Regions from separate parts of the Mus musculus genome. Here all the other regions are linked to region 1. The links are chromatin contacts, called in public HiChIP or PLAC-seq, Micro-C and promoter capture Hi-C maps. All regions are on one chromosome and are shown on one strand. The core of a region is the stretch at or near the end of the contact, and the rest is flanking DNA. Distances in the headings are between cores, read along the strand shown. Region 1 holds the start of Alx3 (aristaless-like homeobox 3). Region 2 holds the start of Kcna2 (potassium voltage-gated channel, shaker-related subfamily, member 2). Region 3 has its middle 17 kb from the start of Gstm4. Region 4 holds the start of Gstm3 (glutathione S-transferase, mu 3). Region 5 holds the start of Ampd2 (adenosine monophosphate deaminase 2). Region 6 holds the start of Gstm1 (glutathione S-transferase, mu 1). Region 7 holds the start of Gstm4 (glutathione S-transferase, mu 4).

The links. Promoter capture Hi-C pulls out the DNA fragments that hold promoters and counts their contacts. Hi-C and Micro-C count contacts between places; a contact is called where the count stands out from the background. HiChIP or PLAC-seq counts read pairs in DNA pulled down with a chosen protein or histone mark. Capture Hi-C pulls out chosen DNA fragments and counts their contacts.
Region 2: a contact with region 1 is called in a Micro-C map of embryonic stem cells, with 4 times the contacts expected there. The contact joins the promoter of Kcna2 here to the promoter of Alx3 in region 1. A contact is called at or near these places in 4 of 39 promoter capture datasets (the C10 cell line, embryonic stem cells and pre-B cells), 7 of 484 Hi-C or Micro-C datasets (all in embryonic stem cells) and 2 of 115 datasets of contacts at active chromatin or transcription factors (both in embryonic stem cells).
Region 3: a contact with region 1 is called in an H3K27ac HiChIP or PLAC-seq map of microglia, with 4 times the contacts expected there. The contact joins the enhancer-like site here to the promoter of Alx3 in region 1. A contact is called at or near these places in 5 of 39 promoter capture datasets (the 3T3-L1 cell line, the C10 cell line, cranial neural crest and 2 more), 2 of 15 datasets of contacts at CTCF or cohesin (large pre-B cells and pro-B cells), 2 of 484 Hi-C or Micro-C datasets (the HL-1 cell line and cerebral cortex), 2 of 115 datasets of contacts at active chromatin or transcription factors (embryonic stem cells and microglia) and 1 of 9 other capture datasets (adipose tissue).
Region 4: a promoter capture Hi-C map of the C10 cell line shows a contact between it and region 1. The contact joins the promoter of Gstm3 here to the promoter of Alx3 in region 1. A contact is called at or near these places in 4 of 39 promoter capture datasets (the C10 cell line, pre-B cells and stem cell-derived epiblast-like cells) and 1 of 9 other capture datasets (liver).
Region 5: a contact with region 1 is called in a promoter capture Hi-C map of embryonic stem cells, with 3 times the contacts expected there. The contact joins the promoter of Ampd2 here to the promoter of Alx3 in region 1. A contact is called at or near these places in 5 of 39 promoter capture datasets (the C10 cell line, cranial neural crest, embryonic stem cells and 2 more), 1 of 115 datasets of contacts at active chromatin or transcription factors (pro-B cells) and 3 of 9 other capture datasets (adipose tissue, liver and pancreatic islet).
Region 6: a promoter capture Hi-C map of embryonic stem cells shows a contact between it and region 1, with 2.8 times the contacts expected there. The contact joins the promoter of Gstm1 here to the promoter of Alx3 in region 1. A contact is called at or near these places in 3 of 39 promoter capture datasets (the C10 cell line, embryonic stem cells and pre-B cells), 3 of 115 datasets of contacts at active chromatin or transcription factors (embryonic hindbrain, embryonic stem cells and large pre-B cells) and 4 of 9 other capture datasets (adipose tissue, embryonic stem cells, liver and 1 more).
Region 7: a contact with region 1 is called in a promoter capture Hi-C map of pancreatic islet. The contact joins the promoter of Gstm4 here to the promoter of Alx3 in region 1. A contact is called at or near these places in 10 of 39 promoter capture datasets (the 3T3-L1 cell line, the C10 cell line, cranial neural crest and 5 more), 1 of 15 datasets of contacts at CTCF or cohesin (large pre-B cells), 2 of 484 Hi-C or Micro-C datasets (the HL-1 cell line and cerebral cortex), 1 of 115 datasets of contacts at active chromatin or transcription factors (embryonic stem cells) and 1 of 9 other capture datasets (pancreatic islet).

Annotation. Positions count from the first base shown.
Region 1 is chr3:107,593,612-107,596,565 of GRCm38.p6, reverse strand. Alx3 (aristaless-like homeobox 3) reads right to left here and starts at 1,535. Exons shown (of 4, transcript NM_007441.3): 1 at 1,114-1,535. The coding sequence starts at 1,390.
Region 2 is chr3:107,100,199-107,103,034 of GRCm38.p6, reverse strand. Kcna2 (potassium voltage-gated channel, shaker-related subfamily, member 2) reads right to left here and starts at 1,468. Exons shown (of 3, transcript NM_008417.5): 1 at 1,276-1,468.
Region 3 is chr3:108,060,218-108,063,491 of GRCm38.p6, reverse strand. No RefSeq gene overlaps it. Among named protein-coding and RNA genes, the nearest start is that of Gstm4, 17 kb to the right of the region's middle. Within about 2 kb of position 1,576, at least 21 of the 459 cell types and tissues checked have an H3K27ac peak or open chromatin away from gene starts, as enhancers often do. A contact at or near this core is called in adipose tissue and microglia, where this site is marked.
Region 4 is chr3:107,967,641-107,970,894 of GRCm38.p6, reverse strand. Gstm3 (glutathione S-transferase, mu 3) reads left to right here and starts at 1,721. Exons shown (of 8, transcript NM_010359.2): 1 at 1,721-1,790; 2 at 2,057-2,132; 3 at 2,695-2,759; 4 at 3,048-3,129; 5 at 3,220-3,254. The coding sequence starts at 1,755.
Region 5 is chr3:108,085,327-108,088,171 of GRCm38.p6, reverse strand. Ampd2 (adenosine monophosphate deaminase 2) reads left to right here and starts at 1,506. Exons shown (of 18, transcript NM_028779.5): 1 at 1,506-1,954. The coding sequence starts at 1,945. It overlaps Gm12500 (predicted gene 12500), which reads right to left and starts at 2,196. Exons shown (of 1, transcript NM_001358018.1): 1 at 161-2,196. The coding sequence starts at 1,946. The coding sequence ends at 1,329. It also overlaps a transcript of Gnat2 not described here.
Region 6 is chr3:108,016,503-108,019,339 of GRCm38.p6, reverse strand. It overlaps Gstm1 (glutathione S-transferase, mu 1), which reads left to right and starts at 1,367. Exons shown (of 8, transcript NM_010358.5): 1 at 1,367-1,600; 2 at 1,914-1,989; 3 at 2,392-2,456; 4 at 2,740-2,821. The coding sequence starts at 1,565.
Region 7 is chr3:108,042,998-108,046,233 of GRCm38.p6, reverse strand. Gstm4 (glutathione S-transferase, mu 4) reads left to right here and starts at 1,378. Exons shown (of 8, transcript NM_026764.3): 1 at 1,378-1,597; 2 at 1,806-1,881; 3 at 2,275-2,339; 4 at 2,633-2,714; 5 at 2,810-2,910. The coding sequence starts at 1,562.

The DNA.
Region 1 (2,954 bases), core at 286-2,785:
CATTTCCTCCGATGACCCCAACACACCTCCCGGGCCTCCCCTGCACACTCCCGCCACCCGGACGGGACGAAGCCAGGAGCTGCTCGCTGCCCAGCCTCTCTGAGGAGGCCCGCGAGGAGCAGGCGATTGCCGCATTGGCGGATCTCCCGGGATCTAGTTTTGGGTCTAGGCTACGAAATGTGGCTGCATACGAGGGGTGGGCGTGGGTGCTGAGCCACTCGTGGGTCAGCGAGTACAGTGGGCGGCAAAAGAGTCTTGGCAGGCCCTGCCACTCAGGCGCATTCTCAGATAATGGTACGGTCCGACCCGCCTTAGCACACAGGGCACGGTCCCCGGAGTGGGATGCGCCCTGGGATTTAGGATAGTTCGGGACCGCTTCCGACGGCTCAGCGGTGATGATTCGGTGCCGAGATGCCAACTGCAAGAAGGGTAGCCATCCCCGTGGCGACGGGGAGGCCAAGTTAATCTGAGAAACAAGAACATAGTTATTTGATCTTGAAGACAGTCCCAGTTCTGAGGGGGAGCAGCCACCGCCACTCTGCGGAGCGACTTAACGGCATCAGAAAACCTTTTCCTGCAGAGGCTGGGCCCGAGGATGAGAGCTGGGTAAGTCCAGGACACAGCCTTTCCCTCGCTGAGTCCAGTTTGGCCACTAAGTCGAGGCCCAGCCTCTACGCCCTCAGCGGGCGCCATGCACAAAAGCAGAACTCTTCTCTCCCAGCTTTGGGGCCCAGTTAGGCTCCGGGGCCCTCCACCCAGTCCCCTCTTCTGGGTCGGTGGCAGAGAGGCTCGGCTCCGGATGAGCGCGATCTCTCCTCCCAGGTTCAATCACCTTGGGGGTCGGAATGGGCCCAAGATCGTCCCTACTCCACCCTCCTTTGACCTCCCGCCTCCCATTGCCTCTGCCGGCCGGGGACACAGGCGATTCTGCGGTCCCCAATGCCCTGGCCTTGTCCGGCCAGGCCAGCAGCGATCTAGCGAGGGAATCGTGGAAAATGCGAGACGTACCCAAAGTTAAGAAGCAAGAAAGCGGGAGAGTCGGGGAGACCAGGAAGGGCTGGGGATAAGAACGACATGGGGTTCCACCACCACCCCCGACCCCCGGCGTGTTACCTTCCGCGGAGCCCTCGTAGAAGTGGCCGCCGTTGAGCACCGGGCCTGGCCCGAGGTCCTGCAGGTACTTGGCGGGCGGCTTGGCGGGCTCTGGGAGGTAGGGTTCCAGGGGCCCACAGGCCGGGAAGCGGCTCAGGCGCGGACCGCGGGGTGGCGCGGGGTGCAGGTGAGGCGCAGCATCGGGAGTCCCCTGGGGACCCGGAGCCTCGTCCCCCGCGGCCGCGTAAGGACCGGCCGCCGGCCCCACGGAGAAAGGCGCGCAGCGCTCGGGGTCCATGCCGGCTCGGGCTCACAGGCCGCCGGAGCTCCGGGGCTCCCGCTAACCCGCGCGGCCTGTGAGCCAAGGGGGAGGGACCTGGGCTCGGGGGCGCGGAGCCCCCGGGAGCGGCGCGCGCCGCGGGGGGTGGGGGGCAGGAGAGGGGGCCGCGCCTCTGACTTAATGCTGGAACCATCCACGTCACGTGCGGCCCCGTGCGGGTTAACCCCTCGGAGCCCAGGAACACCCCCACCCCACCCCATTCACCCCGAGTCTGGTATCACAAGCAGTTGGAAGAGAAGAGAGGGAAGCTGCTTCCTTTCGAGGGCAGGATCCCTTTTGTCTAGCAGTCGGGTGAGTCCTTGGCTCTGAGCTGCACCCTCAAGTCCTGATATCCATCTTAGTGGCTCTTGGCCCTGGGGAGGTGAAACGGTGAGGGCAGACATCCTCCCCACCCCCGCACCCTCCCCCATCCCTCCTCCAACATTCTCTTTGAGGCCTGATCTGACATCAGTCTGAGAAGAGAGGCCTCTACTGTGGTAGAGTTTCCCCTTCACCTTGCTCGGTTTATTTTTGCTGGTAGCTGGAAAAAAGCAAGGGCATCTCCCTTAGACACTTGTTTTGCCTGGACATCCTAGAGACTGGATGCTGTGGAAACAGCAGGGGGCTTGGGAGCTTGGGCCTCAATACTGTCATTGATTATCTGTGATTTGAACCTCTCACTTAGCGTTTTCAGCTGACTGTGGTCCATCTACATTTGGTGGTGAGTTCCAAAGCCCAGGCAGGCCAAAACAGACAGAGAGATCTCTAGGTTTCACAGTGGTCTGCCCAGGTAGCTTTTTGGGTCAGCTATGGAAGAGCAGAAGGGTCATTGTCCTTCTGAGCAGCATAAACTGAATGTCACTCAGATCCACTGCAAATTAACTGCTTCAGGCTTGCTATTTTAGACATAGCGAGGGTAGGATTGCATCTCCCAAAGGTGAGTCTCCTCGACCCAAAGGAAGCCTAGGATTAGGGTATAGCTTAGCCTTTCTGAAACTGAATAATCCTTACTGTGCCTAAGATCTGGGAAGAAATACCAGAGGTCCTTTGGACCCGAGCTTAAAGATCCCTTAGGTCCGGGTTAAAACATTTATATTTTTAGGACCCCTGGAGATTAGCGAGAGGGGCAGGGAGTCAAACATCATTTGTATTCTATTTGAATTCTCATTTTTAAAAGGAATCTAAGAGGCCTGGTGTGAACACCTCCCTCTTCCGTTGGAGGCTTAGAGGAGGTTTCTTGGCTGTCCTCAGCCAGAGTTGGGCTGTAAATCAAGGCCAAACAGGAACCAGAAGCCTTGCATCTCACAAGGAGTCATTAAGCCATTATTAAACATACCGTAACTTTTCTGAAGCCTTATTGGCTTAAACACCACATTGGAGGCATTATGGCCATTAGGGCCCCTAATCACAGACTGCAGGCTAGGCAGAGATGGGAGCACCTGGGGCTGATATTTCCAGCTAGAGAAGCCTGGCTTAAAATGAGGTTTTCCCCTCTGCCTCTACCAGAGGGGAGTCCACTGGCTCTCAGCTGTGGACACTGCTG
Region 2 (2,836 bases), core at 219-2,718, 490 kb after region 1:
TTTTCCTAACCTCTCCTGGATAACCATAAGCTTTCCCTTCCCATCAGCTTGAAGCACTTTCTCCCTAGACCTCAGTTGCCAACAGAAGCGACCCAGCTTTCTTGGTGTCAGAAGACATATCTCCCAAGAGGGAGGGTTTTCCTCTCTGACCTTAGCCATGTCCTGGTAAAGAAGCAATCCTTCCTCCACAACACACACTCCTTCCCAGCTAGAGAGGTCCCACAAGCAGCAAGATTGCCTCTGTAGAATGCCTAATAGAAGGGGTCGCTTGAACTTACTCTCCCTCCAGGATCCCTGGGCCTCAGGCCTTGCTCTGGGTTGGGTGGCATTTGAGCTGGGCAAGCACTCGACCACCGATTTCTTCCCAAGAGAAAATCCCTCACATCTCGGCAGGGAAGCACAGAACAAACGCTCAAGCTGCCTGACTGCGGGGCGGATTGGCTTCACATAGAGGGGGAGCCTAGAGAAAGCTGGCTTCCGGGCTGGCCCCCCGCCGACCCAATCCCGCTGGCCCCAGAGCCGGGGAGGGGTCTGGGCCCTCTCCCATCGCCCGGGGTTCCAGCCGGGATTCCGCCGGGCGCGCTCCCGCCGGAATCCGCTGGGCTGACCGGAGCCCACAGCCGCCGGACCGCTAGAGTGTGCCACCTTAACCCCTTCCTGCGCAGTGCGGTGGGCTCCCGCTGCGGGCCGGAGGGCAGCCTAGCTGGTGCCTGCGAGGTCCAGCCGAGGGACCACCAAGACTCCATCTCCACCTGAAACACAGGAGCCCGAACTCTGAGGGTGCAGAGCAGGCGTCGCCAGGCAGCTGCTCCAGATCTAGCTTCCTTTTAGGCTGGAGAGCTTCACGGCAGCCCACCACCCCGGCCAAGTGGAAAAAACAAGAGACTGCAGAGAAGCCCATTTTACTCCGTTGCCGAGAGGCAAATGCAACCAGGAGGACCCAAGTGACTCGGGTCCTACCCACCCACTATTTACCAGCGGTGGCTATGCAGTCAGCTGCACTTCCCATCACCCGCCAGCTCCAATCTGCGCCCTCCGCCCTATGTCACGCACAGACCACAGGGTCCCCGAGCCCATTCCATGCACTCTTCTGCAGGAACAAGTCTCCCCCTTAAGTCCCACGCAGCCGGTGCGGATCCACAGCCCTTCAGGCCGACATCAAGGGTCGGCACCACCTCGCCCACCCAGACTACCGTGGTACCCTGCAGCCCCTATGGGCGCTGCAGCCGGTCAGGGATGGCAGCATGCGCAGCAGAATGCCGGACACTGATTTACCCTTGCAGATGGGTACCAGAGCCTCCATGTTCCTGGGTGGCAGCCAGCACAGGCAGAACCCGGACAGCGGGCGGTGGCGGTGGTGGCGGCGGGGTGCGGGCGGCCAGCCGGGAGCCGACTCTGCAGTCCCGCGGGCGGCGCGTACGGAGCGCCCGGCCGCCGCCCGCAGCCGCACCGCGCCGCACCGCGCCACGCAGCGCCGCACCTGGCCCCGCAGCGAACTCGAATTAAAGGGGCCGGCTGGGGCAGAGCTAGCGAGGTGTGTCGCTCGCCGCCGCCGCCAAGCTGGCCACTGGGTTAGATCCCTGTGTCCCGGACCCCCACCGCAAAGAAAACACCCCATTCTTTGACAAAACCTAGCTTACCAAACAAAACTCCGCGCAGAGCTCAGCTGGGTACTGCCTGGGTCGGGAGACAGGGGAGAGGGTAGAAGTTGAGGAGCGCTTGAGAGGTTCTTGCCAACATAATGAAGTAGGCAGGATGAACTGATCAATACCATCCCAGGCCCGAGCGCGAGCCAGCCCCGAGGGAGATGTGTTGCTATTATTAAGATGCTGCCAGACAGAATCTGCAGACCCCAGTCCCCCCACTCCTGCCTTCTGCTTCTGCATCCCCGTTTCCTTCAGTACTCCTGAGCCCCACCTCTCTCTTACCCAGCACAGACTCGGTTTCCCAGGACAATACAGCAGGTGAGGGCCTGGCCTCAGTGTAGCAGAAACTCACTGCTGTCTTTGCCCCCCACGGGGTGGGGGTTGGGGGGAACTGCAGAACAACAGAACTGCAGGACTGGCTTCTAGCCTTTCTGACTTCCTTTCCCCAGGGCTCTGGACAGAGAGGGCGGAGGGACACACAGTTGCCCTTGGGAGAGCAGGCTCCTTACAAAAGCCCTTTCACAGATCTTAACACCACCAGCTGGCCCACGATCTCACCGTGGGGGTGCATGGTAGAGCAGGATATGCCCTTTGCCTCGGAAATAATTTGTATAGGAAGTTCTTGGCTTAGGTTGGGGATAGGAGTGTTTTAGGGGGTCCAGATTGGCTTGCAAACCTTGCAAAAGCTCCAAGCCTTCACTAGTACAGTTCTGCAGGCCCCCTGTCAGAACCGCCTACACGGATACTCCACAGAGGGACTCATTGAAATGAACTTCTGAGCTCTGATGTTCAGAGGGGCTCTGGTGTGTGAAAGACTCTTCCCTGGCCCTTTCTGCTAAGACAGTTCTCTTTATGCAAGTATCAGAAACTCTGAAAGCCTGCTTCCCTGCAAGGGAAGGTTCTAAGAGATTCGGCCATTTCCCAGTGGGAGCCTATAAGGTGGGTGAAAGATTGGACCCTACCTAGAGCTACAAAGCTAGAAGGCTTTGGTGGGCTTAGAGGGAAATCAATGTCTTGTAAGACCAGACTCGTTTGGCTTCTGGCTCCTGGAAGATTGGCTATGAAGATCGGTTGTCAATGCAGGATCCAGAGTCTAGCCTGGGTGTTTCACTTGCCAAATTCAAACTTCAATTTCTGTCAAGTTATTGGATAAGTAAATTTGCTGCAGAAGAAGCAACCTGTCAGTGGTA
Region 3 (3,274 bases), core at 327-2,826, 470 kb before region 1:
CCAGCCCATAACCGTTTTTCTATGCAGGGTTTCTCTGTGTATCCCTGGCTGATCCGTAGACCAGGCTGGTCTCAAACCCAGAGATCCTCCTGCTTCAGTCTCCTTAGTGCTAGGAATTAAAGGTGCATTCCACCACTGCTTGATTTAGAATAACTTTTCAATAAATAGGTCTCACATACACACAGGCGCGCATGTGCACACACACGAACACACACATGAACACACACCCGAACACACACACACACACACACACACACACACACACACACACACAATTTCCTCCTTTCTTTACTCTTCTACTGCATCAAACTGTTTCCCTGGTCCTCCAAATCTTGAGCCTCTGCTACCCAGCAGTCACTTCTCCCAGGCTGCTTCTCTGGTCTCTTCTTTGAGGTTTTCCCATCGTGTGTGTGGGTCATGTGTGGGTCTTGGAGCTACCCTCTGGTCTCTCTGCCTTCTGCTGCCCATCTCGTCACCAGGCAACCCTGTCTCCTGAGAAGGTCTAGGAGACACTTCTTCTGCAGTTAGCTGCTCTTTGCGATTCTTCCCTCAGAGCTTGGAGTCAGAGGCTCCTGTGCACACAGACATGGGGAGGAGAGAAGAGGAGCAGAGCCTTGGCAGTGCTGGCAGAGGGCCCAGGTTGGATGGGTTTGTTAGACGTTGCCACACTGGCAAGGAGATGATGCCCATCCTGGAGATGAGGCCTCACACGCCGCATCCTCAGCTGGGCCTCTAGAGATGGCCAATCCTGGAACCGACTCCGTCTGACCTAGGATTGAACAAGGTGCAATAAAGACTCAAAATACCAAGCAGAGCATTTGCAAAAACGTCAATCAGGAGCACTTTGGGGAGCCGGAGGTTGAAGCCATGGCTTTGAGAAGCAGGAGTCAGTCTTGCATTACCTCTTTTTCTGTATCAATGTGGCCCTGATCAGAGACAGGCTACTCTACAGTTCAGTGCCTTTGTGCATTCGGAAGGTTTTCCCTCCATGGCTGACACTGCTGCCTGTAGGGAAACTTGACCTTCAGATGCAATGGCCAAGAGAGGCTCTTGTTAGATAACAACTTGTTTTATTCTTGTGGTGGCCTTGGCCTGGGGTCCCCAAGGCCTTCCAGATTCAGCTGAGTTATCAATGATACCTCTGGTTCTTAAAAAATATGTTTTAAATTTATTCTTTGATAATTATATATATGCAATATATATGTTATAAAATATATGCAATTTATCTTGACCATAAATTTATCTAACTGCTGCTGCCGCCGCTGCCCCACTACTGGCTCTTGTGCCTGAGGTTGCTACCTGGCTGGGCGTGGAAGCTGCAGACAGCCTCCTACGTGAGCCTATATTGGCTGATGGTCCAGCTGCTCCTGTTCCCACACCACTCCAGTCCAGTCGCTTGTCAGAAGTTGAGTATCTGTACAGCTGGAGGTGTTCCCAGATGGCCACGTTTTGCATATTCACATCAACGTATCCCCAGGGACCCCACTGCAGGGAATCTTGGTGTATGGCTTGTCCCCTCTCCTCTGTCACATTCTGTCCCCATGAACCTTGCTGGGCCTTTGTATTATGTGCAAACCCATGGCTGTTCTTCACCCATGCCATCTTTGTAGGAATGAGGAAAAAGGTGGGTTCCTTGGGAAGATAGCTCTGGGTGTGATAGCTCACGGAACTGAAAGCGACTTTTGTTAAAGAAAAATATATGGCTGTGTGGTGTTTGCTGATTGAAGACAGTTCTTCCATAGAGTGGGCTAAAAGAACCTTAAGGCCACTGCCTTGTAGTTGCACATTTTGGACAATAGGGGTCACTGTAGGAATTGTTAATTCAAGAAACCTCGTGGGGATTTAAATCTCTAAAGCATACTAGTTACTTCAATTTGCAGCCGGGTTGACTGGTGATCAGGACGTCTAGTCACTTTGGGTTGTCAATGTTTTCCTGTTTCACTTGTTGACCCAGTAGGTCTGTGGTTAGCTCTAGCCCCAGTGGCAGGTTTCTGAAGGGAATCCGGGGTTGTAAACATCTAAGAGGAGGAAGTTGCAGTCCACGCTCCCTGTACACGATATCAGCATTTGCAAATGGACAGGAAGTCTGCCCAGCTCCCATGTGTCTGAGGAGCTGGGACCCTTGTCAATAATAGACATTCACTCAGGACTTCATCTGCCCCTCATAACTATAAACACTAATACCCGTCTTGTGGGTTTAACTATTGTGAGCAGATCAATTGTGTTTATAAAATAAAATCAAGAAGCATAAAAGTATAAATACATATCACTGTAGTTAGGACTTGTGTGCATCCAGCTTTATAACTGTATTCATCTAAATATCTTAATGAAGTCTTTAAAAAAACCAAATTTTTATTATATTGTGTACAGGTGGGCACGCACATGCCACAGAATATATATGGAAGCCAGAAGACAACTTTATGGACGCCAGTTTTCTCTTTTTATTTTTATGTGGGTTCTTGGGATCAAATTCAAGTCAGCAGGCTTGTGTGGTGTTAAAAATCAGACTGAAGGGGCTGGAGAGATGGCTCAGCGGCTAAGGGCATTTGCTGTTCTTCCAGAGGACCTGATTTCAGTTCTGGCTCCATGGGATCTAACGACACCCCTCTGACCTCTGCAGGTACCAACATGCATGTACACAGATACACATACCTACACATAAATTGTAGTAGGAGAACAGCCCGAGGCCTACATGAACGGGGTATTTCTGGAAGGCAGGCTGGGGCTGAAAGAGAGAGAGACTAGACGGTGAGAAAAGAATGAAGCCAAGACAAATGTTTCTCTGATCAAGGCCCAGCCTGCCTTCCAGAAATACTCAGTTCATGTAGGTCACGGGCTGGCCTCCTACTACAGATTGGCTCCCGAACCAGGGGCCTGGAAACGGCGGGAAAACACTGAGGGACCGCTGTCTTGTGTGGAGCTCCAAGAGAAGGGAAGAAAAAGAAGATCGTATTGGGCACAGTGAGCAACAGGTATTTATGCTAGCGCTGGTTTTAAACTTCATTTTTTAAAGTGTTGCTGGAGGTGCGATAGGATACTGGCTAAGTTGGAACAGTGCTGACCCGGCACTGATTCCACTTAGGGTTTGGCAGCGAAACATGTGTGGGACTAAAAACTTTGAATCAGGCAGTTGTCTGTAGTCAAGGACTGCATCAGGGGAGAGGAATGGGGTTTAAAATAATAAAATAAAATAAAATAAAATAAAATAAAATAAAATAAAGGAAATTGGATTTTGAAACTCTCCCAGAGACAGAGAGAAATCGGGGGACACCCT
Region 4 (3,254 bases), core at 472-2,971, 370 kb before region 1:
CATTGCTCTTTTCCTGTCTTTCAAACTTAATGTTTTAATTCATCTTGACACCTAAAAGTCAGTTTTCAGGTAAATCCAAAGATTTCATTTTTCTGAGATCCTTAGGATAGCAAACGATTAAAGATCTAAATCCTAGGAGCTCATGGAACCAGGAAATTTTGTGCATGTGTAAATAGTATGGTCTTTCTGTGGGCAAGCTTAACTCTGGGCATTGTCCTTAAGGTCTTATGTACTTTCTGAGCGTGGCCATTCAGAGAACCTGAAGTGGGCAGGTGGACATGTAAAATGCTAAGGCAGCACTTGCCACAGGTACTGTGAGCCCCAGTGACATGCTCTGTGTGTGTGCATCCTCACAGAGACTTGCAGAACATGTGGTTTCTTTAATGTCCTAGGATGAGATGGCCTCTGCTTGTCCCCTGCACCCTCACTGCACAGCTCCTATGTGGGTGACATGATATGTTGCCTTCATACCCCGTAGTCCCAGTAAAGGATGATTTAATCCCAAAATGTACGTCCTGCAGAGCAACAGCCTTGGCCTTTGACTTGTAAACTCATTTTAGTCTCCTCTTCTGTCATTTGTTTCTCATTATATCTGATAAGTTTTTATAAACAAGGTGATGTTATCCTCTTGGTTTTGAAAGAGTCTGTTGCCTCCAAGGAAGAAAGCAGACAGGTAGGACAGTGTTCTTGGTAGGACACTTACCTTGTGAAGGTTGGACTACAGGGCATATATTTCAGGGTAACTGAAAGATCATTTGAGCAACCCTGTCATATACAAACATATGTCCGGGGTTTGGGCCAGGTCTAGCATCTAGGGATGTGGACAGCTGAGGGTCTAGCTTTGGGCTCGTTGTGTCCCGTGCAAAGTGTGTACACAGGATCCCGTGTGTACAGCATCCTGTTGTCCCTTGAAAGCAAGCCTCTTAGGGCACATGCTCTCCCCCTCTATGGCACACACCAGCTGTGCATTCTTTGCTCCCTTGCACAGTGCAACCCATGGGAAGTTCTGCCAGCCAGGTACCCTGCACTGTGATGGTGTCTTAGATCTCTTGTGCCCTAGGTATCTGGTTCTTGGATTTAGCTTACAAACATGGCCAAAAATAGTGACTGGCTTATATGGTCACTAGCTTGATGAGCAAATGATGAAGTTTCCAAATTTCCTAAAGGAAGACACTGGGAGTACTTGTTTTCTGATTGTTCCTCTTCTGGAGTCCTTCCTATCTCATGGACTGTCCTATGATTCTAGGTGAATAATAAGGCTGTGGTGGGTAATAGAGCTTGGCAGCTGTCAATGCTAAATTAAACTTTTGCCCGAGGGGCACCCTACTTTATCTTCTGTTGAGATCTGGGACTCTCTCCTAGAGATTTCCACAGTATAGGGGTGAAAACCTAAGTTCTGCTAGGAATGGAAAGCTGCATTTTCAAGTTTGGGGGCACCCATTAGGGGGCGGTGACAGGAAGCACTAAAGAGGCTGAGGGGGGAGGAGGTCCTTCATGTGAACCTGCTCAGAATCCAAGGCCTGAAGGTGCATAGGATCCTACTTCTCCCTCTCCCGGGCTGTGGGTGAAGCCAAAGGGCTTCGGGTTCAAAGTCTCTGAGGACAATTGAAGGGAAAGGCAGTGCCTGAGTGGGGTTAGGGCATTGAGGGCGGGACCGTTTACAAGGCCCCACCCACCTTTCCCTTTGCACCTCCTTAAAATTCTCCAGCTCAACCTACCTGAAGCCAGTCTGAGAAGACCACAGCATCAGCGCCATGCCTATGACACTGGGCTATTGGAACACCCGCGGAGTGAGAGGGGGATCTGCCTGGAGGGTGGGACTAGGACTCAGGCGGGAAGTTCAAAGTGATCCGGGCTCTCAGATGTATACTTTTCTTAGCACCCTGGAGCTCACAAACTTGGGAGGCTGCAGGTGTGAAGGGGCGGGCACCTATGAGTGCATGTGTACACACCGCAGGGTGGCTGTGTTTGTGGAGGGTGAGAGGATTCATCTGCGAAGATGAAGTCATCCAGTAAAGGTCCTACCATTTCTAACTTGTGTGACCTTCTCTTCCAGCTGACTCACTCCATCCGCTTGCTCCTGGAATACACAGATTCAAGCTATGAGGAGAAGAGATATGTCATGGGGGATGGTAATGACACCTTCCTGGTCAGACACCTGCTTTCCTCTTACCCAGGGATGCCCGTACCCAGCCCCTAATTCCTCAGCTCTGCAGACCTCCTACAACTGGAGGAGGAAGGAGCCTGCTCCTTCCAGGAACCTCTTGAGGGTGCAGTTTGGTTTTCTATGCACTGGGAATGGCAATGTGTGGGAGCTTGCTTTTAAATCCAGCTCTAGAAAGTCAGAGAGACAGGTGGATCTCTGAGTTTGAGGGCAGTCAGGTCTATACATATAGTTTCTGGAAAGCCTTGGTTACATAATTGAGAGATCTTGCCTCAAACAACAATAATGAGACTGGAGTTCCGGGCCCACCTGTATTTATAATTGAGCTGGGTTCATTTTTGGGGTCCCATTGGGCTTAGGGTCCCCTTCTTTATCACCCCTCTTCTTTATCTTGAGAATGACTTAGTGCAAGATGTTACAGTTCTCCTTCCCCAGGGTATCTTGCTCGTGACTTCTTAGGTGGGTCAGTGAGATTGGAGTGTCAGACGCAGCCACACTGATATCCTTTCACATCCTCTTGTCCACCACAGCCCCCAACTTTGACCGAAGCCAGTGGCTGAGTGAGAAATTCAATCTTGGCCTGGATTTTCCCAATGTAAGTGCAGGGAAAGGGAGGTTTGGGGAAGACGTGGTGATCTCACCTCATCTCCTGGCCTGGCTGAGGGTTTAGGATCAGTGTTTCTGCTCTCCTGCTCCATCCCTGTTGGCTGCACAGTGTTTCTGTGATGGGCTGTGTCCCAGCTCTCTCATTCAATGCACACTGTGCCCATGGAGGGCTTCCCATGGCAGGCACACTGAGTGCCAGGCCCTGTGTCTGCTCTCACCCAGGGAAGGGATGGAGGGACCTCATATCCCATCTGACCTTCCCTGCTTGTCCATCCAGCTGCCCTACTTAATTGATGGGTCACACAAGGTCACCCAGAGCAATGCCATCCTGCGCTACCTTGGCCGGAAGCACAACCTGTGTGAGTGGGGTTGCCTGCAGGGTAGGGCATATCAGGCAATCTCCTTGGCTTGGCTGGGTTGGGATGCTGAGTGTTCTGTGTGTGCTGCAGGTGGAGAGACAGAGGAGGAGAGGATCCGTGTGGAT
Region 5 (2,845 bases), core at 257-2,756, 490 kb before region 1:
TTCCAACGTGTGTTTCCCTTCCCTTCTCTTCTTCCAGGAAGCTGAGAGTTACAACTTGTACACCCTGGGGCTTTTCCTTTAAACTCTAATAAAATTATTTTTGAGTTAAAAAAAAAAAAAGACTTGTTAGAAGTGGATTACTGAGTCAAAACAGTGCAACTTATAGCGATACTTGATTTTATTTTGCCAAACGGTTCTTAGATTATATTAGTATTTACAGCCACATAATGCGTGCCCCAGCTCAGTACACCATCACCTGTATCCGATGCTTTTAGTGGTTCCTGTTTTGATATTTAAACGTAACGGTGTAAGAATAAGGTTCTCCTTGTTCTATTTTAGTCTGATTCTCTGTGAGCTGGATTCCCATAACCCACTGGTCTCCCAAGTTTATGGAGGCCACCTGTAGGGTTTTTTAAAAATTTGTATTTTCATCGTTTTTCTGCAATTCTGGGGTTTGCTTTCGCATGTAAGGCAGAGGGATACTGCCCCTGAGCTGACACCCCCAGCCTAAGGCAATAGTTTTTAAAGTTTGTTTTAGTATAGCGGATAGGAGACTCCCTAGAGGCCACATCAGATGCAGATAGAGATGGGGGATCAGGACTCAGAGTTCCAGTTGGGGAGAGGAGGGACTGAAAGCAGCTGGAGAGACTTCAGAGCAGCTGGGTGAGGGGGCAAAGACTCCCCCAGGGGAGAGGCGAGGGAAGGGACCAACTGCTGCTGATAAAGGGGAGGACTTTCCTTTTCAGGGTTCCTGTAGGTACAGGCTGCCCCTGGGAGGCAGGAATCCTTGTTTGAGAGGGTGTCTGTGGCCCTATTCAAACAGCCCAATTTCTCATAACCCACAAGGAGAAATCAGTGAGCTGGCCATAGTGATCCCAGGCCAAAGAAATCTTCCAGGAACACTGATTGGGAAGTAACTTACAGGCCAGGCACAAGTCTAAGCACTTATAATTATCTCCTTTATCTTCATCAGAGCGGGTGTAAGAGCCAAAGTTAACCAGTAAAACCCAGAGAGAAGTTCACCATCAGTCAGAAAGTAGGTGGAGATGTCTGAATTTGAACCTAGGCATTCTGGCTAGTCTAACGTCAACATAGAAATTAATGTGGGATGGTGAACCGGCTTTGAAGGGCACATCCTGCCTACCAATGACTGATAGAAGGAAATAGATTCAGGTGGGAATGCGGAGAATTCAAGGGCAGGGCTTCTGCTTGAAATGGATTCTGGGACCCTAATAATAGCTACCTGACTTTGTGCCAGACATTGTGCAAAGGGGATTTACCTTCAGTCCTCAGTAACTCCTTTCTTTGGATGGGGTGTTTCCATTGCCTCATCCCATCTTACTGATGAGGAAACTGACGCACAGAAATCGCCCAAGACCAAAGGGCCAAGCCAAGGCCAACCCTGGTCCGGAGGCTGCCCACGTGGCGTAAGGGAACTGGGAAAATGGTTGGGGCGTGGCCAGGAGGCCAAGAGGCGTGGCCGAACGGGGCGTGGCCGCGGACTTGGCGGGGCCTGGGGTACGCGAGATTGGCGCGCAGCCCGGAAGGTTTCGGCGGGGTCGCACCTGTTGCGTGACTCCCCCGTAGCCCGGCCACAGGAGCCGGATCCCTAATTGATTCCCAGAAAGTGGTGAAAGAACCCTAGGCGAATTCCGGGTCCGGTTTTCTGGGGAGCACGTGGCCTGTTTCCTCTTGAGTGCAGGCTTGGGGTCGCGACTCCGGGGTCTCCTGAGGTCAGTCTGGCCGCTGAAGTCGGCGGGAGTCCGCCCCCCGGCCAGCTGGCCATTTTGAAAACCTTGCCTTCCTTCCCGCTTCTCAGTGCGGGTGCAGGGGCCAGTGGCGCGACTTCGCCCCGGTGGGGGCCCTCTCCCCTCTTCAGCCCGGCTCCCTCGCTGTGCAGACTTTCGTAGGCTGCCTTCCTGGTCCACGCGGGACTTGGGCAGCATGGCCTCAGGTAAGTGTGTGGCGCGTGTGTGGTTGATAAAGGGACTCCAAGGCAGAGGTGCCTGGGTCGGGTGATAAGTGGGTGGGGGGTCTTGGCAATGCCTGCAAGACCTAGGGGACGTGAACGGCTCCTAGAAGGGTCCAAGGAAGCAGATCTTGAGTGTACAGGCAGAGCGACAGGTCAGAGTAGGCTGGGGTCTTTCCCATCGACCTCAGACAAGACCCAGCCTCCTACTCTTCCTGTCTTCCTAGGAGACAGCTTCTGCCGGTCAGTGGAATTTTCCCAAGACAGGCCCCTCCCTCCTGGGCTCGAATTCTCAGTTCTGCCTCCTCCCGGAGCTGGGCTGTCCCTAGAGCAGGGGTCAGATGGAGAAGAAAAGAGGGGGGCTCTGCCCCAGAGGCTCTGGGTTTTCATGAGTACCGTTGTTCCTTCCCTGGAGGAAATGGGTTTTGAGGTTGGAGCTCAGGCGGTATTCTTGCCTATTATTTTTCTCTCTGGCTGGCTGGACCAGCCTAGCCTGGACTTTGGCTTCTTTGCCTTGGAGCCTTGGCAAGGGATGAGGGTTCCCGAGGTGGGGTGAGGGTAGTAAAGAGCTTAGAGCTGGTGCTGCTCCATCTGTTTTCTCTGCATCCCGACCCCGGCCCTAGCCACCATCAGACAGGGCACTCTAAAGACTGGAGTGGGAAGAGAGGGATAAGGGGCAGGATGGAGGCCCCACTCCCCGAGGTTGCCTAGACAACATCAGAAATCGTGGCCAGAGCCTCTTCCGCCTGCGGGGCGCTGCTTCCTGCATCAGTCACTCCCGCTGGGGGCGGGGCGGAGGAAGGGGTTGGATGTGGGAGAGCTTGGCCCCAGCCGGTGAGGTTCCTCCGCTGTCGCCTTGGCCCCAGCCATGGCATC
Region 6 (2,837 bases), core at 118-2,617, 420 kb before region 1:
GTCCTAGACAGTATGGATTCCTTCTGCTTTCTTCCACTCCTCCTTCTCTACTTCCCACAGTGTGTGACAATCTGCTGAAGTGCCTCATTCATACTTGCAAAATATGTCCCTGTAGTTCCCACCAAACTGCTGCTAAAGCCCCAGTGACATGGTCACTTTTCGTGCATCCTCACCAAGACCTGCAGAACATGTGGTTTCTTTAATGTCCTAGGATGAGATGGCCTCTGCTTGCCCCCTGCAACCTCACTGCACAGCTCCTATGTGGGTGACATGATATGTTGCCTTCATACCCCGTAGTCCCAGTAAAGGATGATTTAATCCCAAAATGTACGTCCTGCAGAGCAACAGCCTTGGCCTTTGACTTGTAAACTCATTTTAGTCTCCCCTTCCATCAAGCCTCTTGGTTGTCTGCAAAAAAGAAAGTAAACAGGTAGGACAGTGTTCTTGGGAGGACATTGACCTTGTGAAGGTAATACTACAGGGCATATACTACTTGTGAAGGATATACTACTATATATCTCAGGGTAACCTGAAAGGTCATTTGAGCCACCCTGTCATATACAAACGCATGTCCGGAGCCTGGGCCAGGTCCTGCATTTAGGGACAGCTGAGGGTCTTGCTTTGGGCTCCCATGTGTACAGCATCCTGGTATCCCTTGAAAGCAAACTTCTTGGGTCACATGCTCTCCCTCTCTATGGCACAACCCAGCGTGGGCTCTTTTTCTCCCTTGTGCTCTGCTGGGTTTTGTCAGCTGACTGTTGTCCACAGCTGTGGCTTCCCTCAAACTTCCGGCCCCTCTGTGGTTGGTACTTGAATTTAGATTCATAAACACGGCCAAAATACAGATTAGTTTTTTAATAACTGATAACAGTTCTCAAACCCCCTAAAGGAAAATACGGAGCCCTGTTTATCTCTGCCTTGGGGTTGTTTCCATGTCACCGACTGTTCCTGTAACTTGAGGCTGTGTGCGCAAAAATCCGGTACCTGTCAGACTGACAGAGTTCTTTCCATGACGATAAGTGCTACATTAAACTCTCAGGTCGGGGGCTCTCGCCTTTTTGTCTTTAAGCTGAGAGTTGAGCCTCCCCAATGACAGATTCCCACAGTCTGGGTGTGAAAACCGAGCTCTGCAAAAGAAAGGAAGGCGGGAGAACACCCACCCAATGTTCTTTCGCTGTCTGGCCAGACTCCAGGCAAAGTGCTAGCTAGTCTAGGGAGCATCCAGCAGGCGGCGATGGCGGCAGTCGCTAAGAGGGTTTCGGGGGAAGCAGGAGAGCAGATTCTGTTTCAGCGTGTGCAAAACAGAATCCCGGGACAGAGGCCGCTAAGGATCTTAACCCCGCCTCTCCCGGAGAGGGTGTGGCCTCTGCCTTCCGCTTTAGGGTCTGCTGCTCTGGTTACAGACCTAGGAAGGGGAGTGCCTAATTGGGATTGGTGCAGGGTTGGGAGGGACCCGCTGTTTTGTCCTGCCCACGTTTCTCTAGTAGTCTGTATAAAGTCACAACTCCAAACACACAGGTCAGTCCTGCTGAAGCCAGTTTGAGAAGACCACAGCACCAGCACCATGCCTATGATACTGGGATACTGGAACGTCCGCGGAGTGAGAGAGGGGTCCACTTGGAGGGTGGGACTGGGATGTGAAGCAGAAAGTTCTTAAGAGCAGGAGCCCTTCCTACAGCGGGTACTCTTCAGCTCTCACTGGAATCTCCTGCCTGTAGCTCTCAGCGCTCAGTTTACGCACTTGGGTGGCTGTGTGTGTGTGCGTGCGCGCGCGCGTATGTGTGTGGTGTGCACATGCACGTGCGGGGTGACGGCGTTTGTGCAGTGTGGGAGGTCTCAACGGGTGAAGATGAAGTCATACAAAGAAGTCCCCACAATGTCTGACCTCTGTCTCTTCTGGTCATCTCTCCCAGCTGACACACCCGATCCGCATGCTCCTGGAATACACAGACTCAAGCTATGATGAGAAGAGATACACCATGGGTGACGGTAATGCCACCTTCCTGGTCAGACACCTGCTTCCCTCTTACCTATCAAACTATGCCTAGATTTCCCGTTATTTAGCCCTGCTGGTCTCCCTCTAGCTAAAGATAGAGGCTGCTGCTTCCAGAAACCTCTTTGAGAGTGCAGTTTGATTTTCCAATATAGATCATGGAGAATGGAGTTCCTTGGTCCATTTGTATTTATAATTCGACAGAATTCACTACTGGGGTCTTATTGGGTCCAGGCTGCCTTTATTATCAGTTGTTATTCAGACCCTTCTCCACATTGGAAAGTAACTCTCTGTAACAGGTTGCAGAGGCCCTGCCTTAGGGGTTCTTGCTACTGGTCGATAATCTGTAGAAGGGTGGGACAGTGGGGTAATGCCTTTTCACATCTTCTTGTTTACAGCTCCCGACTTTGACAGAAGCCAGTGGCTGAATGAGAAGTTCAAGCTGGGCCTGGACTTTCCCAATGTAGGTGCAGGGGAGGAGAGGTTTGGGGAAGACACGGTGATCTCACCTCATCTCCTGGCCTGGCTGAGGGTTTAGGATCAGTGTTTCTGCTCTCCTGCTCCATCCCTGCTGGCTGCACAGTGTTCTGTGATGGGCTGTGCCCCAGCTCTCTCATTCAGTGCACACTGTGCCCATGGAGGGCTTCCCATGGCAGGCACACTGTCAGGCCCTGTGTCTTCTCTCACCCAGAGAAAGGATTCAGGTACCCCATATCCCATCTGACCCTCCCTGCTTGTCCATCCAGCTGCCTTACTTGATCGATGGATCACACAAGATCACCCAGAGCAATGCCATCCTGCGCTACCTTGCCCGAAAGCACCACCTGGGTGAGTGGGGCTGGCC
Region 7 (3,236 bases), core at 129-2,628, 450 kb before region 1:
ATTAAGGATTACAGGTCCATGTGTGATGACACACGCCTTTAATTTCAGCACACAGAGGCAGAGACAGGTGGATCTCCGTGAATTCAAGGCCAGCCTGGTCTATACAGTGAGTTCTAGGACATCTGGGGATATGCAGAGAGTGACACATCCTTGTCTCTGAGAAACAACAATAAAAACCAAACAAAAACTTGCCCCCCCCACCCCCCCAAACCTTCAAAACACCACCATCATCAACCAAAAAACCCAAAAAACAGATTACAGCTGCGTGTTATCTTAGGTCATAGAAGTTTATTACATGGAAAATCCAAGACAAGTATTTCTTCTTACATCATTCTCTTAAAGGAAGGCTAAACAGACAGACAGAGTACATAGTAGAATAGCAAGCTTAAGGGACTTCAAGATGTATTATTAACTCTTGCTGTGAGGTCCAGTGAAAGTCCCAGTCTCTTAGAATGTGAGAATTATTTTTGTCACAATGCATTGCCACAGTACATTCTTAACATTAGTAAGAATTGTAAGTATGGTCACCTGCCACTTTAGCACATTTTAGTTAAAGATGGACCCTATATACTCAGGAAGACTTATAATGGAGCTTAAAATTCTTATTTGGTGATCTTGTAGAAGTCTTAATGTAATAACAAAATGCAGTGAGTGTGTGATGTCTGTTGTACAAAATGAGAGCCCACTTCCCTAAGCCCCCCTCCGCAGACTACAGTCTTTGGACACATACGACAACCAATGTTGTGTGAAGAAACAGTGTGCCTTGCTATGAACAGCAGCTATTGAGAACTCAGACATCTCTCTCTTGATTGCATTTGCTATAAACTAATCCTGAGTTGTCACATGCTGACCCTGTGTACCCTCGGACATTTCAGAAGTCTTAGGTCTGTGTAAGTACACACTAAGACGGTCACTCAATAGAGAAAGCTGCCTCTGTCCTTGGGTAATACAGACATCCTGACCATGTATGAAACTTCAAATTTTCCATTTTCCACCCTTTTTTTGAGTCAGGGGTTTATCTGTGATAGAAATAATCTCTTTGAATTCAGATGAGGAACTTCTGAACAGAAAGACAACATGTTCTCTGCCAGACGGAAAAACATCACCTGGGGACCACTGTCATCAGCAGAGCCCCGCAGAAGTCTGTCTTGTTTGACAGCAGGGTTGAAGTGCTTAATCAGCACTTCCGGGTTGGGGCCTCTCCTAGTGGCCTGACCCTCCCACAGACCGAAGGCAACAGGGTAAGAAGGCAGAGCGGTACGGCAAAGGCAGGGAGTTACTAGAGCTCTGCATCTGCGCACCGGGCTGGACGATTGGGCGGAACTGCAGGCGGGATCGCTTATTACGCTTTCCGGTCTGTTGGGGGCGGAGCTCAGTAATTTGGCTTCTGTAGGTGACTGTCAGGGGAAAAGCTGTAGAGCAGGGTGTGTGTTGCGGGGCAGAGTCTGGAGGGGCAGGATCACGCCGGGCACCAGCCCCGCCCAGGGACCCGAGGGCACTAGGATAAAGTCAAAGTTGCTCACACCGGAGGCCGGTGGACTCAGTCTCAGGCACCAGCATCATGCCTATGACACTGGGTTACTGGGACATCCGTGGGGTGAGCAACCACCTGATGAGTGGGAAGGATTGCAGGGTTAGGAGAAGGCGAGCTGGGGGGTGAGGATGGGGTGGGGCGAGAGGAATCCCTTGCTTGTCTGGCTCAGGGTCTTGCACACATGTCCTTGCTGGTTTGTGCGCCCGTGTATATGCACTTGGAGGAGGTGAAGTCACACAGAAGTCCCCCGCCCCCATTCCTATCTTTTCAGCTAGCTCACGCTATTCGGCTGCTCCTAGAATACACAGGCTCAAGCTATGAAGAGAAGAGATACACCATGGGAGACGGTAATGCTATTTGTCGGTCAGACGTCTCCTGTCCATTGGCGCCTAGCAATTGGTGCCTACATTACATTTCACGCCTCCCGCACTACGGGGCTCCCCCAGATGGACTTAGAATCTGCCTCTTTCAGTAAGCCCCAGAGAGCTGGGCTTGACCTTCCTTCCTCCTGGAAGTGAAGGGGTGGATACCCCTCCTGTTGAAATTAGATCACATTCCTCATCAAGATTTGCCTAAACTTTGTAGGCCCCTCAGTTCCAAGCACTCTTTATTCCTGAAACTTTCAGGGATAAAGGCTCACTGTGTGAGGTTACAGATCCTTGTCTTAGGGGGTTGGGTCCCTGAAATAGGTGTGTTGGACACTGGGCTGATTTCTCTTTATGCAATCTCATCAATCACAGCTCCTGACTATGACCGAAGCCAGTGGCTGAGTGAGAAGTTCAAATTGGGCCTGGACTTTCCCAATGTAGGTAGAGGGGGACGGGGAGGTTTGGGGACGGGGAGGTTTGGGGAAGTCATCTCACCTCCTCACCTGGAAGAGGGGCTTGGAGTCAATGCTTCCTTCTGTTCACTTGCTTCCGTTCCTGGTGGCGTTTCTGAGATGGGCTGTGTCCTAGCTTTTCCATTCAGTGTGCAGTGTGTTCGTAGAGGGCTTCCCATGCTAGCCATGATGAACGGCAGGCCACATGTCAGTCCTAATCCAGAGAAGGAAGGCTGGGACCTCACATCCTGTCTGACCATCCTTTATTGTCCAAGCAGTTGCCTTACTTGATTGATGGGTCACACAAGATCACGCAGAGCAATGCCATCCTGCGCTACATTGCCCGCAAGCACAACCTGTGTGAGTGGGGCGTCAGCAGGGTGGGGTGGGGGACAACCCCCTTGGCTTGGCTGGTGTGAGGTGTTGAAGATGCGTCTGTGCTGTGTGTGCTGCAGGTGGGGAGACAGAGGAAGAGAAGATTCGCGTGGACATTTTGGAGAACCAGGCTATGGATGTCTCCAATCAGCTGGCTCGAGTCTGTTACAGCCCAGACTTTGTGAGTCTCATCTCACTCCCTCCCTGGGCTGGACCAGGCAGCGTTTGGGTCAGGAGTCAGCTCCCTCAGGTTCCCAATCTGCACAGATCTTATTTACCTTTTGAATTTCTTAGCCTCTTACCCTCCAGGATGTTTCATGTGTTGTCATCAGCTGTCCCCATGACACTGAACTATCAAATGAATGCTCTTACTTAGGCCCCACCTATTTTAGGGTGCAGTCCAGACTTCCCAGAGTGGACATTAAGTTCCTAGATAGTGGAGTTGTGTTTTCCAAGTGTTTTCTACCTGTGTCCTCTGCCAGCTAGTTCATATCTTTGCTGGTCACG